Regions from separate parts of the Sus scrofa genome. Here region 1 is linked to region 2. Evidence: chromatin contacts called from public HiChIP or PLAC-seq data. All regions are on one chromosome and are shown on one strand. Each heading gives the region's core, a stretch centred on a gene start, on an enhancer-like site or on the middle of the called end of the contact. The rest is flanking DNA. Distances are from core to core; before and after follow the strand shown.

Region 1 (6,904 bases), core at 3,162-5,661, 78 kb after region 2:
ATTCTTAACACCCTGGACCATAGTGGGAACTCCCAGAAATGTAATTTTCTGAGCTAAGATGGTGGTGTGTGGACAAAGGCATGAATGCAATGTCTCCTTTTTGTTTTCCCATTTTAGGGAATATATAAAACGTCCCAGTGACTACCGGCAAAGGTATGAGTTACTCATCACCTGCCCCAACGTCACCTACCTTAGTTCAACATTCACCTGGGAAAGATAAAAGGACAAACCTTTTTCTCTACCTCTGAAATAACAATAAAAGAAAGCAATAAATCTGAATTGCTCTAAGACTGTGAATGCTCATGCCCCAGTATATAAGATGATGAAAACAGCTTGGGGGAACTTGGTACATAAATTGCCCTGTGACATTTTTTTACCAAAGGGAAGAAGAAAAACATTGTTTGTTTACTGTAACTCAAAACCCACAGTCATTTCAGCAGTTACGTTTTCTAAATTCTTGAACTCTTAATTGTACATGTCAGCCCATTATCTGAATTATTGGTGGCTTAGAGTTAAGACAAATAAAACTAGACAATTAATTATACATCAAGCAGCAGAAAGTATGTGCTTTCACCCCAAAACTGCCCTCTCGTCCTCCCAACCATGACCAGATATTTTGAATGTGATAACAGCAAGAGAAAAAAGTCTTGCATATGTAAGAAGGGTTGTCCAAAGCAAATGTGTTTTTAACAGGGGTTTCCAAGAGCTATAGGTTAGAAAGTGGAATGTGCTTGAATAACAGTTAAAATCAACCTTAGAGCCCAGTGTGCACAGATCTGAAGCTAGACAGACTGCAGAAAAACTGGTAAATTTACGCAAATGCCCAGCAGAGAGGGAGGTGAGCCTCTCTGAGAGGCAAACTGGCTTTTCAAAACCCAGGGGTGGCTCCATCCGGTGACAAAAGTCCAGCCAGGCCATCTGTTCTCACCACCTCCCCAGTCTGAGACCCTCCCCACCCTAATCCCCCACCCCCAACCCTATCCGTCTTCAACCTATCAGCACTCTTCAACCTATCAGCACATTGGAACCAGCATCATCCTTGCAAACCCACCTCTCTGCCTTGCTTAAAGCCTCTTCCATTCGAACAAACTCCCTCCCCTGACTATGGACTGTAGGTGCTCCAGCCCCTTCCTCAGGTTTCCGCCTCACCTGGATTGTTCTCAGGTCCCACCCAGCTTGCACTGTGTCACTCTACCTGATGCCCTGCCAGCAAAACCCACGCACTCTTGTAGCCTGAGCATCAACCTCACCCACTCTGGGAGGCCCTGGCCTACTCGCCCTACCTTTGTCCCCTGCCGGAGAAACTAGCACCTAAATAAATAACTCATGTGATGCCAGCCTCCCTGCAGGATGGGAGGGCCGGCACCACCTCTACTAGGAAGGACAGAAGGATGGACTTCGACACAAACTCCACCCATCCCGACGCTGGATTAGAAGAGCGTGTTTGTCTCTTGCCGGCCCTGCCTTATGAACAATGATCTCGACCTTCTGTGTCTCACTTCCTCTAAACTTCCTTGTACAGTGAGAAAACCTGTATTACAGATTCTGGGGTTCACTCTGTAGAAACCAGTCAGTGATAGCTGTACCCTAAAAAACACAGTGGATATCTACCAACACCCGCCGTCTTTCAGAGCTGCTCCAATGAGCAGGGTTACCGATCTCGGACCACAGGCGCCAGGTCTGCTCACCACCAGCCCTACTGAGCTACCCCCAGACTCCTTTTCTAGACGATAGGAGAGCACTTGGAACTCCCACTCTGCCACCCCACAGTGCCGTGGCTCCCTGGAAGCCTCTAGAGCCAGATCTTCATGAAGCCGTATTTTCCACATGGAAAATGACTGATCTGAGAAGCCATTTGTTTTTTCACCCAGGTGAAGGTTGTCCAAAAGGATTTTCCAGAACACTGGCCTGGTGCTACTTCTTTCGTGAATCCCATGGAAGACTGTCCCCTTTAAGCAAATGCACTGTACCTGAAGAACCACCACCACCCAAATTCCAAATGCATTCACTCACTCGACATTGCTATAAATGTTGACTTAGCCCTTGTTGGCTGACAAGGCACTGAGCCAGGGTCAGGAGGTCACAGAATTCAATGACAAGGACATGGGCTTCGGAATCCAGGAAACCAGATTCCAATCTCCCCAGTGGCTGAGTAACCTTGGAAAATAACAGTAACAGGAGACCCCCTGACCAAGTGCCAGCTGCCATTCTAAGCACTTCAAGTGCACCAACTGGTTTAACTCTAAGGCCTTAAGAACGAGTAATGAATAATGCCCCCATTCAACAGATGTGAGCAACAAGGCACAGAGCCACTAAAAATCCTGCCCAATGTCCCAGAGTGAACAAGTGGTGAGAAAGGTTTTTCTCTTTTAAAAAAAAAAAAAAAAAAAAAAAAAAGCTTTTTATGTCTTTTAGGGTCGCACCTGAGACATATGGAGGTTCCCAAGCTAGGGGTCTTATCAGAGTTATAGCCGCCACCCTACACCACAACCACACCAGCACCAGATCCGAACCACATCTGCAACCTACACCACAGCTCATGGCAATGCCGGATCCTTAACCCACTGAGGGAGGCCAGGGATCAAACCTTGGTCCTCATGGATGCTAATCAGATTCCTTTCCACTGAGCCAGGACAGGAACTCCTAAAAAAAAAAAAGGCTTTATAACATGTAACTTACATCCCGTAAGTTACCCAGGCAAGTCCTCCTCCTCATCTTACAGAATTCTGCCTCTCCGGTCACTTAGCTTTCCTGAGCCACTACTGTACAAAAACGCCAATGCTAAACAATTAAGGGGTTAAATAAGGGAATATTACTAAAGCAGCCTAGCCCAGCCCAGCACCTGGCTCAGAGAACCTGACCCAACAGCCTGAAAAGGGATAAAAAACAGTCTGCTTTCCAAGAGTTTAATCTAATCAGAGACAAAGCTAGTAAATACAGAAAACAGCCATAATAAAATGCAGAGAGAGATAAATGGCACAAGAAGGGCCGATAAAAATACAAAGGGGAATTGTGTGTTCAAATGGGAGGATCTGTATTCCAGAGCTGAAGTCCTGCAGCAGCAAAGCCGGGCTGGGAACTCCAAGTTTAATATCACTCAGTCACTTAAAACACAAACTGCCTGAGAGCAGCCCAGAGCCACTGTGAACAAGAAGAGTCTCACGCATCTCATGCACTAACACAAAGCAATGAATCACACTTGCTGTGGAGGGCGGTCTAGATCCTTTTTTCTAGCGATGGATTGACCGGCTTTCAGCAAACCTGAAAACTGGTTTCCAAGCCCTCCAAAGGAAATACTTTCAAGAATTTAGTGTATTTGACCTCATACATTTGTCTGGTCTCGTTCTGCAAAACTGTTATTTTCTCAGGATAATCATCTCCCTTACTGACCCTGAAACCCTCTTCCCAACTGTGACTCATCTTGGGGCCAGAGTTCCACTCCTGTCAATAGGAGAGAGGGCAGGCGGGCAGGGAGATGAGGGGCAGCAGAAGAAAGCCTCTCCGATCCCAAGCCCAGCCACTCTCCAATTAAAAACAAAAAAAAACAGGAGTTCCTGTTGTGGCTCAGCGGTAACGAACCCAACTGGCGTCCGTGAGGATGTGGGTTCAATCCCTGGCCCTGCCCAGTGGGTTAAGGACCCGACACTGCTGAGAGCTGCGGTGTGGGTCACAGATGCAGCTCAGATCTGGTGTTGCTGTGGCTGTAGCATAGGCCGGTAGCTGCAGCTCTGATTCAACCCCTAGCCTGGGAACTTTCATAAGCTGTGGGGTGTGCCCCCCTCTCAAAAAAAAACCCCACCTGCCAGGGTAACAGGCCTATTTCAGGTCCTCTGATTGACAAAGGCCACTAAGCACAAAAGGGCTGCAGAGGTCAGCTAAAGCACAAGACACTATTACCTTAGAGGCGACCCACTTTCAAATATGTCTTATGGCTCCTGGGAGCCCAACGATGCCAAGTGATCATCTGTTGTTTGCTTTAGAGAATAAACTCGCCAGGGGTTGAACTAAGAAATTTAACTCCTGATTTCAAAGATTAACTAACTGGCCGCACACAAACCATCCCTTACGCTGACCCCCAGGCAGACAATGTAGGGGTCCTCTGGGTCCTGGTGAGAGCCATGGGGAGTTAAGAGCAGCCTGTTAACAAAGTGATATCTGAGGAGGGAGAACAATCTGGCAATTGTCAAGTCAGACTTCCTGTTCCCTATCTTCCACAGTGAATTAAAAGGGGAAGAAAAAGGAAGAGAAGCCCCCTTCAATAAGGACAGACACATCCTCAGCTAGAGGCTCTGTGAAAAGCAACAGGATTGCTTGGCATTTTCACAGAAGTGCTAAGTATTGCTCACACACAGCCGACATCTTTTATAAGCCCTGAGGGCACCCGCCACCTGACACAACAGCTGCTAGCCCAGCCTTGGGCCACCAGCAGACTTCTGAAGGGACCAGAATGGCTCCCCGCCACCTGCCACCACTACAGACTGGAATGAGGGCTACAGGAAGGAGCACCCCTGACTTCAGGAAGGCCTCAACTGCAGGTGTTTCAACCTCAGCAACACTGACAACTGAGGCAGCTAAGTCTTTGGTGTGGGGGCTGTCCTGTGCAGGAAGAAATTTAGCAGCATTCCCGGCTTCTACTCATTACATAACCCCCACGCTTAGTCGTGACAAGCAAAACTCAGCAAACCTTGTCAAATATCCCCTGGGGCCAAAATTAGCCCCCTCGAGGGAGCCACTGGTCAAAAGGGAAGAAAACCGTTTCAGGCCCACTGACATGCCACCCCAAAGCAGTTTGAACTCATTCACAACTAAGGATTGGACATCAGAAGCCAGTGTGGCCAGAACCACTTTATCATCATCCCTCCAAGCTTCCTCCTCCTCCACCTCCACCTTGAAGGTCTCCGCCAACACCGACACCTTCAACCATCCCAGCACTTCCAAACCAGCAGTCCCTCTCCTCTCAACTCCCTGGGTTAACGTGGAAAAAACTATCTGCATTCAAGAAGCCTTCAAGATTTCTGAGAGGAGCTTGAAAAACGTTCACTCCCTCTGTTTCTGCTCTTTGCCTGCTTCTTTGTAACTTTATCACACATGGAGCCAGGAGTCAAAACAGAAGTCATTCCGGAGCAGAGCTGTTGATATTACACGACTCTGCCCCTCAAGTGGGAGAGGGTGCAAACCAGCCAAGGAGGAATCAGAGGACTGGGAAAACCACACCACAAAGTTGCACAACAAAGACTGGGAAACACCAAGGGAGAAAGTATCAACTATTTCTTATTTATTTATTTATTTTTATCTTTTTTTGCCTTTTCTAGGGCAGCTCCTGTGGCATATGGAGGTTCCCAGGCTAGGGGTCGAATCGGACCTGTAGCCACCGGTCTACTCCAGAGCCACAGCAACGCGGGATCCAAGCCACGTCTGCAACCTACACCACAGCTTACGGCAATGCGGCAATGCCGGATCCTTAACCCACCAAGCGAGGCCAGGGATCGAACCTGCAACTGCATGGTTCCTAGTCGGATTTGTTAACCACTGAGCCACGACGGGAACTCTGAAAGTATCAACTATTAAGACAAGTACCAAAGAAATGAGCACTGATCACCCAACCTGATGACTGACCCATCACTGGCGATGGTGTTTTCATTTCGAGTGATTTCCTAGAAAATGAAAAACCACTGGACAATTTTTTTTTTTTTTTGGTCTTTTTTTAATGGCTGCACCTGCAGCACATGGAGGTTCCCAGGCCAGGGGTCTAATCAGAGCTGAAGCTGCCAGCCCACACAGGCACAGTAATGCTGGATCCCAGCCACATCTGCAACCTACACCACAGCTCATGGTGAGGCCGGATCCTTAACCCACTGAGGAAGACCAGGGATTGAACCTGCATCCTCACGGATACTAGTTGGGTTCGTTAACTGCTGAGCCACAATGGGAACTCCATCACTGGACAATTTCATCCATTCCTACATACGGCCCAAATGCTGCTACCATACCCCAAAGGATTATGCAGACAATATCGAAAAACCTTTTATGCTGCAACACTTACAGAAGGAGATACAGACTACCTCTTCAAAAAAAACCAAAACCAAAACCAAACCAAACACCCACGGAACAGGCAAGCAAAGTATACTTATGGTTTCATTTTTTAATGTATCTTAATGTATCTAGTATGGGAAATGCATGGGAAATCCCTTCTTTGGCATTTCCAGATATCAGCTGCTGAGAAGATGCAATGAGCACATATTCACGTGATTTCACTCTTCTACGCTTAAATATGACTTTAAAATGTAATGTTAAAACTTATCTTGGAGTTCCCGTTGTGGTTCAGCAGAAACGAATCTGAGTAGGAACCATATTGCAGGGTCAGTGAGTTGGGGATCCGGCGTTGCCTTGAGCTGTGGTGTGGGTTGCAGATACAGCTCAGATCTGGCATTGCTGTGGCTCTGGCATAAGCCAACGGCTACAGCTCCAATGTGACCCCTGGCCTAGGAACTTCCATGTGCTGCAGGTGTGGCCCTAAAAAGCAAAAAAAAAAAAAAAAGAAGAAGAAGAAAGAAAAAAAAAACTTATCTCTACCTATCATTAAAAGTGTAAAAAAGTGAAATGACTCACTTAAAACTAAAGCAAGGCCCACCAAATATTCTCTTAAGCAGTTCTAAGCAGAAAAGCTGTCAATTCCTATCATCTGGCAATACTTAAGGCACATGATGAGACTAACATAGGCCTGTGTGATCATGCCTGCTAAATCACACACAAGAGCAAACTAAACTGACAGTCAGAGGAGGAGCCTCAGGCTCCCTGGAAAGAAGTTACAATGAGGTTTTCTAAAGATGCTTTTGTTTTACCTTTGGCTTATTTAGGTGGGGCGGGGGTGGGGTATGGACAAACCATGTCCAATACCTTTATT
Region 2 (6,519 bases), core at 149-2,648:
CTATGCCGCAGCCACAGCAATGAGGGATCCGAGCCACGTCTGCGACCTACACCACAGCTCACGGCAATGCCGGATCCTTAACCCAGTGAGCGAGGCCAGGGATCGAACCCACAACCTCATGGTTCCTAGTTGGATTTGTTAACCACTGAGCCACGATGGGAACTCCTCTTTCTTTCTTTTTTTTCTTTTTAAGGCTGCACCTACAGCATATGGGAGTTCCTGGGCCAGGGGTCAAATCCAAGCTACAGCTGAGGCCTATGCCACAGCCACCCCAATGCCAGCTCCTTAACCCCGAACAAGGCCAGGAATCAAACCCACATCTTCACGGAGACTATGTCAGGTCCTTAAGCTGCTGAGGCACAGTGGGAACTCCAGGAATCATTTTCTGACCCCCTCTCACCTCCTCCTCTGAGGGGTCACTCTATCTGTCCCAGTATTTTGATCACACTCATTGCCCTAAGCTATTGTCAAAGGATTGCTGTGTCTGCCTCCACCAGTAAACCAGGAGATCCCAGAAGGGCAGTGCCTTTCACTTATTCAATCTTTCAAGACACGGTTACTGGGAACAAGAGTAATTTTGCATCCTTGGAGCCTCACACACAGCCTGGCCCACATGCAGGGCAGAATCCATGGAGGCATGTCAGGATCACTTCAACTATCAATCCACCAATTAAGTTCCCGCTTTAACTGTGTGCAGTGCCCCCTTCCCCCACCTCTGCCCTCACAAAGCTGTTTGCCGTCACTGTTCCAGGCAAACAATCAAAACAGTTAAGCGTTCAAGTTCGCTGAAAAGAAAGCTAGAGATCACAGCCAACAACTCGAGAAGTTACTCGAGTCAAGCTCTTAAATTTAGAAGTGACATTTGTTTAATTGGAGTGAATTTCTGACTCACACTCCCTCCTTGTTGAAAGGAGTCTGACCCAAAAGAGGCAGGAAAGAGAAGAAAAAAAAAAAAAATTAACAAAAACAAAGTTCCTAATTGCCAGCATCATGTGCTGATGTGGAAATGGCAACTCGAGAGCATAAATGTTTGGTAAAGTTTAAAAATACATAGAGTCAGACAGATGGTTACAATCATCTTTTGGCAACACCAGTCTTGATTTCATGTGAAGAAAAAAAAAAAAAAAAAAAAAAAAAGCCAACCCTGACAAACCACACTGTATTCAGCTGTTCCCGGTATGAGACAAACGCAAAGCCCACTAGCCATCCGGTGAGGGGCACCCTGTTACTTGACACTGGCTTTGAAAGGGGACGGAAAACAACTCCCCCAAAAAGCCACTGTGGGAAGACAGGACTCAAGGAAATGAATCGCAGGTTTAAATTTGCAGGCGCACATCAGCGAACCCCAGGCCCTGGTGTGCCCACTGTCAACACCGCAGGCAGCCTGCCACCTCCCCGCAGGCTTCCAAGTTAATTCAGGAACAACAGCAAACACGTCTACAGACTCGGTCTGGAATGGCCACCTAACCAGAGGAGGATATTTTCAGGACAGCCTCAAAATACATGAGCTGTGAAGCATCTTCGGTGCTGACACAAGCAGTTATCTTTAGACTCAGCCCCACTTCTTAAAATGGGCTCCTCTGATTCGCAGCTCCACCCCATTTGTTCAGCAAGACCAACAACCCACGGGGTGGGGTGGACCAGTTGGGGAGGACCAAGCCTGGCCTCCTCTGGAACCAGAGCCCCAGTGCCAACACTGCGGCAGGGCTCTGAGGTTCCCAGAGGCCCTCTCCCTGATGTGGTTTCCAGTCATTCCCACGAGCTGGGCGAGGAGGCTCCCGCATCACCTTAAGCCAGGGCGCCACAAACCCCACAGCGAGAGCCCGTGTCTTCCTCTTCCACTGGGCAGAAAACTGCGGCATCACACAGAGCCTTGCTCCACCCTGAACACAGCTGATGGTCACCGTGACACACACCTCCTCTGCTCTGTCCTCGCCGTGCTCAGAGGCCAGGTACCAAACCCGAAATGATCCAGACTCTGGAGAACACAAGGCAACAGGCACCCCAAACCCAGCTGGTTTCTCAACCCTCCTCTCCTGCGGGAGCTGCCTGGGCTGTTGGCAACAGGCTCTCCTAGCCAGGGGTCCCTGACCAGGTTGGGAGTCACCACAGGCAGCCCTGCCTCCTTCACACACAGCCCCGGCCCCAGCACAGCTCCTGTTTCATTTCCTCTCGCTCATCGCCATCTCTGGTCCCAAACCCTCACCTCTTCTCTTCTGAATTATCACAACACTCTCTCAGCCCGGCACCCTCTATACAGTCTATCTCATCACTTCCCTTGGCAACCCTTCTAAGTGTTTCCTCGGGGAAATTCTCTCTTCATAAGCCTTTGACAGAGATGATGTCTTCAGAGTTCCTGCTGTGCCACAATGGAATGGGTGGTGAATCTGCAGTGCTGGGACGCAGGTTCGATCCCCAGCCCAGCACACTGGGTCAAGGATGAGGCGTTACCAGGGCTGTGGCACAGACTGCAATTGCAGCTTGGATCTGATCCCTGGCCCAGAACTCCATATGTTGAGGGATGGCCAAAATAAAATGGGTGGCCTCTCTACCACCAAGCCCAAATGCTGCTGACCAGCTTTAAGTCAGGAAGGGGTTCTCATAACTATGACATCTTGGGCCAGAAGGCTCTTTGCGGTGGGGCCATCCTGTGCACTGTGGGATGTTGGGCGGATCCCTGGCCTCTACCTACTAGATGCCATCAGCATCCTCTGCCCTGGCTATGGCAGCCCAAAGTGCCTCCAGATGCTGCCAAAGGCCCCCTGGGTCACCGCACGTGGTCGAGAACCATGGCTTTTAAGAGTGTCCTGACCCTTGCCTATCCACCACACTAACATCCGCTAATTGCTCCCCAACAAACAGCAGATTGCACAAGCAAAGGAGCCTTCTCCCACTTGAGTGAGGCCATCACACCCAATGCCTTCTCATCTCTCCATCTCCCTCGCCTTTGCTTCTAACCGACTCTAATTCCGCCTTTGTAGGGTCCGCACGGCCAGCTCCAGCATTCTCCAGCATTCTCCCCCCACCTCCCTGTTCCGCCTCCCCACTTCTGATCAACAACACAAATCCTGCCTCTCCAGGGACTTCCAGGTATGGGCACTTGTCCCCATCAGATCTCTTCAGTAGCAGGAAGAGACAAAGGTGGGTTGGACTCCTGAGAGCCTCTCCCCAGGGCCAGCCCCATGGTGGCAGAAAGCCCAGAGACAAGAGGTTTAGGGTGGAGTCCAGGTGGGGAACTGAGGTACGGAGCAGAGTTCTCATCCAGAGAGTCACTGGAGGGTGGAGAAGGCTGACAAGGTGGAGCATTGGGCACGAGAGCCTGGGGCTCCAGGAAGGGAATGGAGCACTGGGGTGTGAAGCAGGAGCTCCTGCAAGGCAGCTCCAGAAAGAGCAGAGCTGCTCGAACTCAAGCATCAGAGCCAAACAGGACCAGCAGCAAGGCTGGGGTCACAAAGACCCACAGACACTGATGCAGAAGTGTGCACAGCCTCTGTGCCCAGAAGGAGCTTTCCAAATAAAGGGCTGGTGGTATTGGGAGTTCCTGCTGCATCACAGCAGGTTAAGGATCGGACATTGCCCCAGCGAGGACATGGGTCTGATCTCGGGCCTTGCTCCGAGGATTAAGAACCTGGTGTCGCCACAAGCTCGGTATAAGTGGCAGATGCAGCTCGGATCGGGTGTTGCCATGGCTGTGGTGTAGGCCACAGCTGCAGTTCCAATTCAACTCCTGACCCAGGAACTTCCATATGCTGCAGGTGTGACCATAAAAAGAAACAAAATAAAATAGAAAAAGAGCTGGTGGTATTAGCAGTTCCCATTGTGGCACAGTGAGTTAAGAACCCAACTGCAGTAGCTCCTGTTGCTTTGGAGACACAGATTCCATGCCCAGCTGGGCACAGCAGGTTAAAGGACCTGGTATTGCTGCAGCTATGGATCAGATTCAATCCCTGGCCCCAAAACTTCTATATGCTGTGGATGCAGTCATTTGCAGGGGTGGGGTGGGGGGGTGGAGGCTGGTGGCATTAGATAAGTGGGGAGAGGGGTACAAAGGTTAGCAAAGTTCCTAAAGCCTTCCCGTGCCATTTTACTGTAACACAGCCCCATCAGTTATAGGGGTTGATCTTGTTTAAAAAACTGCTTTAAATGACATGGAAAATTGTGAAAACAAAGCTCAAGAGGAGGGGAGTAGAGAAAAGTGGGCCCAGTTTTGATATGTTTACTGAATGCTTGCTTTACCCCTTCACAGCTCTCCACCCACACTTTTTTTTTTTTTATGGCCACACCCACAGCATATGGAGGTTCCCAGGCTAGAGGTCAATTTGTAGCTGCAGCTTCCAGCCTATGCCACGGCTATGCAACGCCAGATCCAAGCCACGTCTGCAAGGTACACTACAGCTCACGGTAATGCTGGATCCCCAGCCGACTGAGCGAGGTCAGCGATCGAACCTGCATCCTGATGAATACTAGTCAGGTTTGTTTCTGCTGAGCCACGAGGGGAACTCCTCCACCCACACTGTAGTAGAGGATACTAAATGCTAGAAGGAATATTTGACTGGGGTCTGGTAATGTCCTCAGACAATAAGGCTGGCCCTCAAGGGGAAAAAAAAAAAAAAAAGTTAATGGTCCTTCTTAGCACAAAACAAAAGACCCCTCCTACCATAGATGGGTCTGCTTACCAGCAACCTGTGTCACTGAGACCAGACAGCTGGCAAATAATGCAAGATCCAGAGTGCTGGGGAAGCGCCACCCCAGTAGTATGAATCAGAGGAGGGCACCTGGCAGGCAGAGTGACAGCCACTCCCTGCCCCACCAACCCCCAGAACCACAGACTGGGTGCGCCCAGACCAGGTCACACCTAATCCCCAGAACCTGTGACTACAGTCATGTGATACTGCAGGCAAAGGGACTCTGAAGATAGGGTTAAAGCTATAAACGCTGATACTGGGGATTATCCAGGTGAGCTCAATCTAATCACACAATCTTTAAAAGCTGAGAACCTTCAGGGAGTTCCCCCTGTGGCACATAGCAGGTTGAGGACCCAGCTTATCTCCGTTAGGGATGCAAGTCAATCTCTGGCCTAGCCCAGTGGGTTAAGGACCTGGCATTGCTGCGTCTGTAGCATGGGTCTCAGCTTCAGCTCAGATTTGATCCCCAGCCTAGGAATTTCCATGTGCCAAGGGAGTGACCCCCCCCCACCCCAAAAAAGCTGAGAACTTTTCTTGGCTGCAGTAAGAGATGAAAAGAAAGAAGGAAGAGATATGAAGCAAGAGAGGGACTCCATCCAGGGTTCCTGCCTCCAGCAGCTGGGAAGCAGCAGACAAGAGCTCAGGAAAACAAGGACCTCAGTCCTACAGCCGCAAGGAACTGAACTCTGCCAACACCAGGTAAGAGCAGGACACAGATCCTCCACAGAGGCTCCAGAAAGGAACGCGTCCTGCCCACACCTGGGTTTTTAGTCCAGTGGCTTTAGCCCTTTAGACGGCTGACCTAAAAAACTGCAAGGAAATTCATTTCTGTTACATTGGAAGGGTTGTAGTAATTTGTTACTGCAGTAAAAGAAAACTAATACGGCGCGTGTGTTACAAGTCCTCTTCTCCCTCTTTTAAAGATACAGACAAGCATCAGGCAGAGCCCAGAGAAAAGGCAAAAAAAGCTGTTTCTTGGACAAGCACCGGTTTTGTCTCAATGGGACAGAGTCTGACAGGTACTGGCATCCAATGCAAAGAGCTTTAGCAACGACAATAAGAAAACTGAGGTGGCTGCGCTACGGATAATACAGTTATCTGGGTCCCCAAAGGAAGGCATATAAGGGATAGTTAACTGAACTGAGCTGCAAATTGTATGTACAAAAATCCCGTGTTTCTCCCTCAAAGGGGAGGGGAATGACTGTCATTCCAGGAAAAGAAGACAAAGATTCCTATTCACATAGTTTACTGGGCAATTTGGCTACCAGATTTAACATTATCTTGAAAAGGTTGGGGGCGGAGGGGGGGGTACTTTTAAAAGGTTCTGCCTTTTTTTTTTTTTCCCTTTTTAGGGCCACACTTATGGCATATGGAGGTTTCCAGGCTAGGGGTCCCATTGGAGCTATAGCTGCAGGCCTACACCACAGCCACAGCAACGCAGGATCCGAGCTGCATGTGCAACCTACACCACAGCTCACGGCAACATCGGATCCTTAACTCACTGAGTGAGACCAGGTATCGAACCTGAGTCCTCATGGATGCCAGTTGGGTTTGTTACCCACTCAGCCACCAAAGGAACTCCTAAAAGGTTCTGCCGTTTAAAGCCCTTGGGTAGTTTGTTGTCCCTGACTTACTTTTTCCTGACTATTAAATATGTCACAAGAACTTGCATCTAAAGACAGAAGAATATGAATTCTAAAATATTTGCCTATAAGAGCTGGGTACCAATAAAGAAATTTTATTTTTAGTCTTTTTGAGGCTGCACCTGCAGTATACAGAGGTTCCCAGGCTAGGGGTCTAATCAGAGCTACAGCTGCCAGCCACAGCAACACCA

What was found. HiChIP or PLAC-seq counts read pairs in DNA pulled down with a chosen protein or histone mark.
Region 1: an H3K27ac HiChIP or PLAC-seq map of skeletal muscle shows a contact between it and region 2. The contact joins two enhancer-like sites. A contact is called at or near these places in 2 of 47 Hi-C or Micro-C datasets (fetal skeletal muscle and skeletal muscle) and 1 of 2 datasets of contacts at active chromatin or transcription factors (skeletal muscle).

What each region holds. Positions count from the first base shown.
Region 1 is chr16:6,112,475-6,119,378 of Sscrofa11.1, forward strand. All of the region lies in intron 1 of MYO10 (unconventional myosin-X), which reads right to left. Among named protein-coding and RNA genes, the nearest start is that of MYO10, 30 kb to the right of the region's middle. Within about 2 kb of position 4,412, at least 16 of the 83 cell types and tissues checked have an H3K27ac peak or open chromatin away from gene starts, as enhancers often do. A contact at or near this core is called in fetal skeletal muscle and skeletal muscle, where this site is marked.
Region 2 is chr16:6,037,278-6,043,796 of Sscrofa11.1, forward strand. All of the region lies in intron 3 of MYO10 (unconventional myosin-X), which reads right to left. Among named protein-coding and RNA genes, the nearest start is that of MYO10, 100 kb to the right of the region's middle. Within about 2 kb of position 1,399, at least 23 of the 83 cell types and tissues checked have an H3K27ac peak or open chromatin away from gene starts, as enhancers often do. A contact at or near this core is called in fetal skeletal muscle and skeletal muscle, where this site is marked.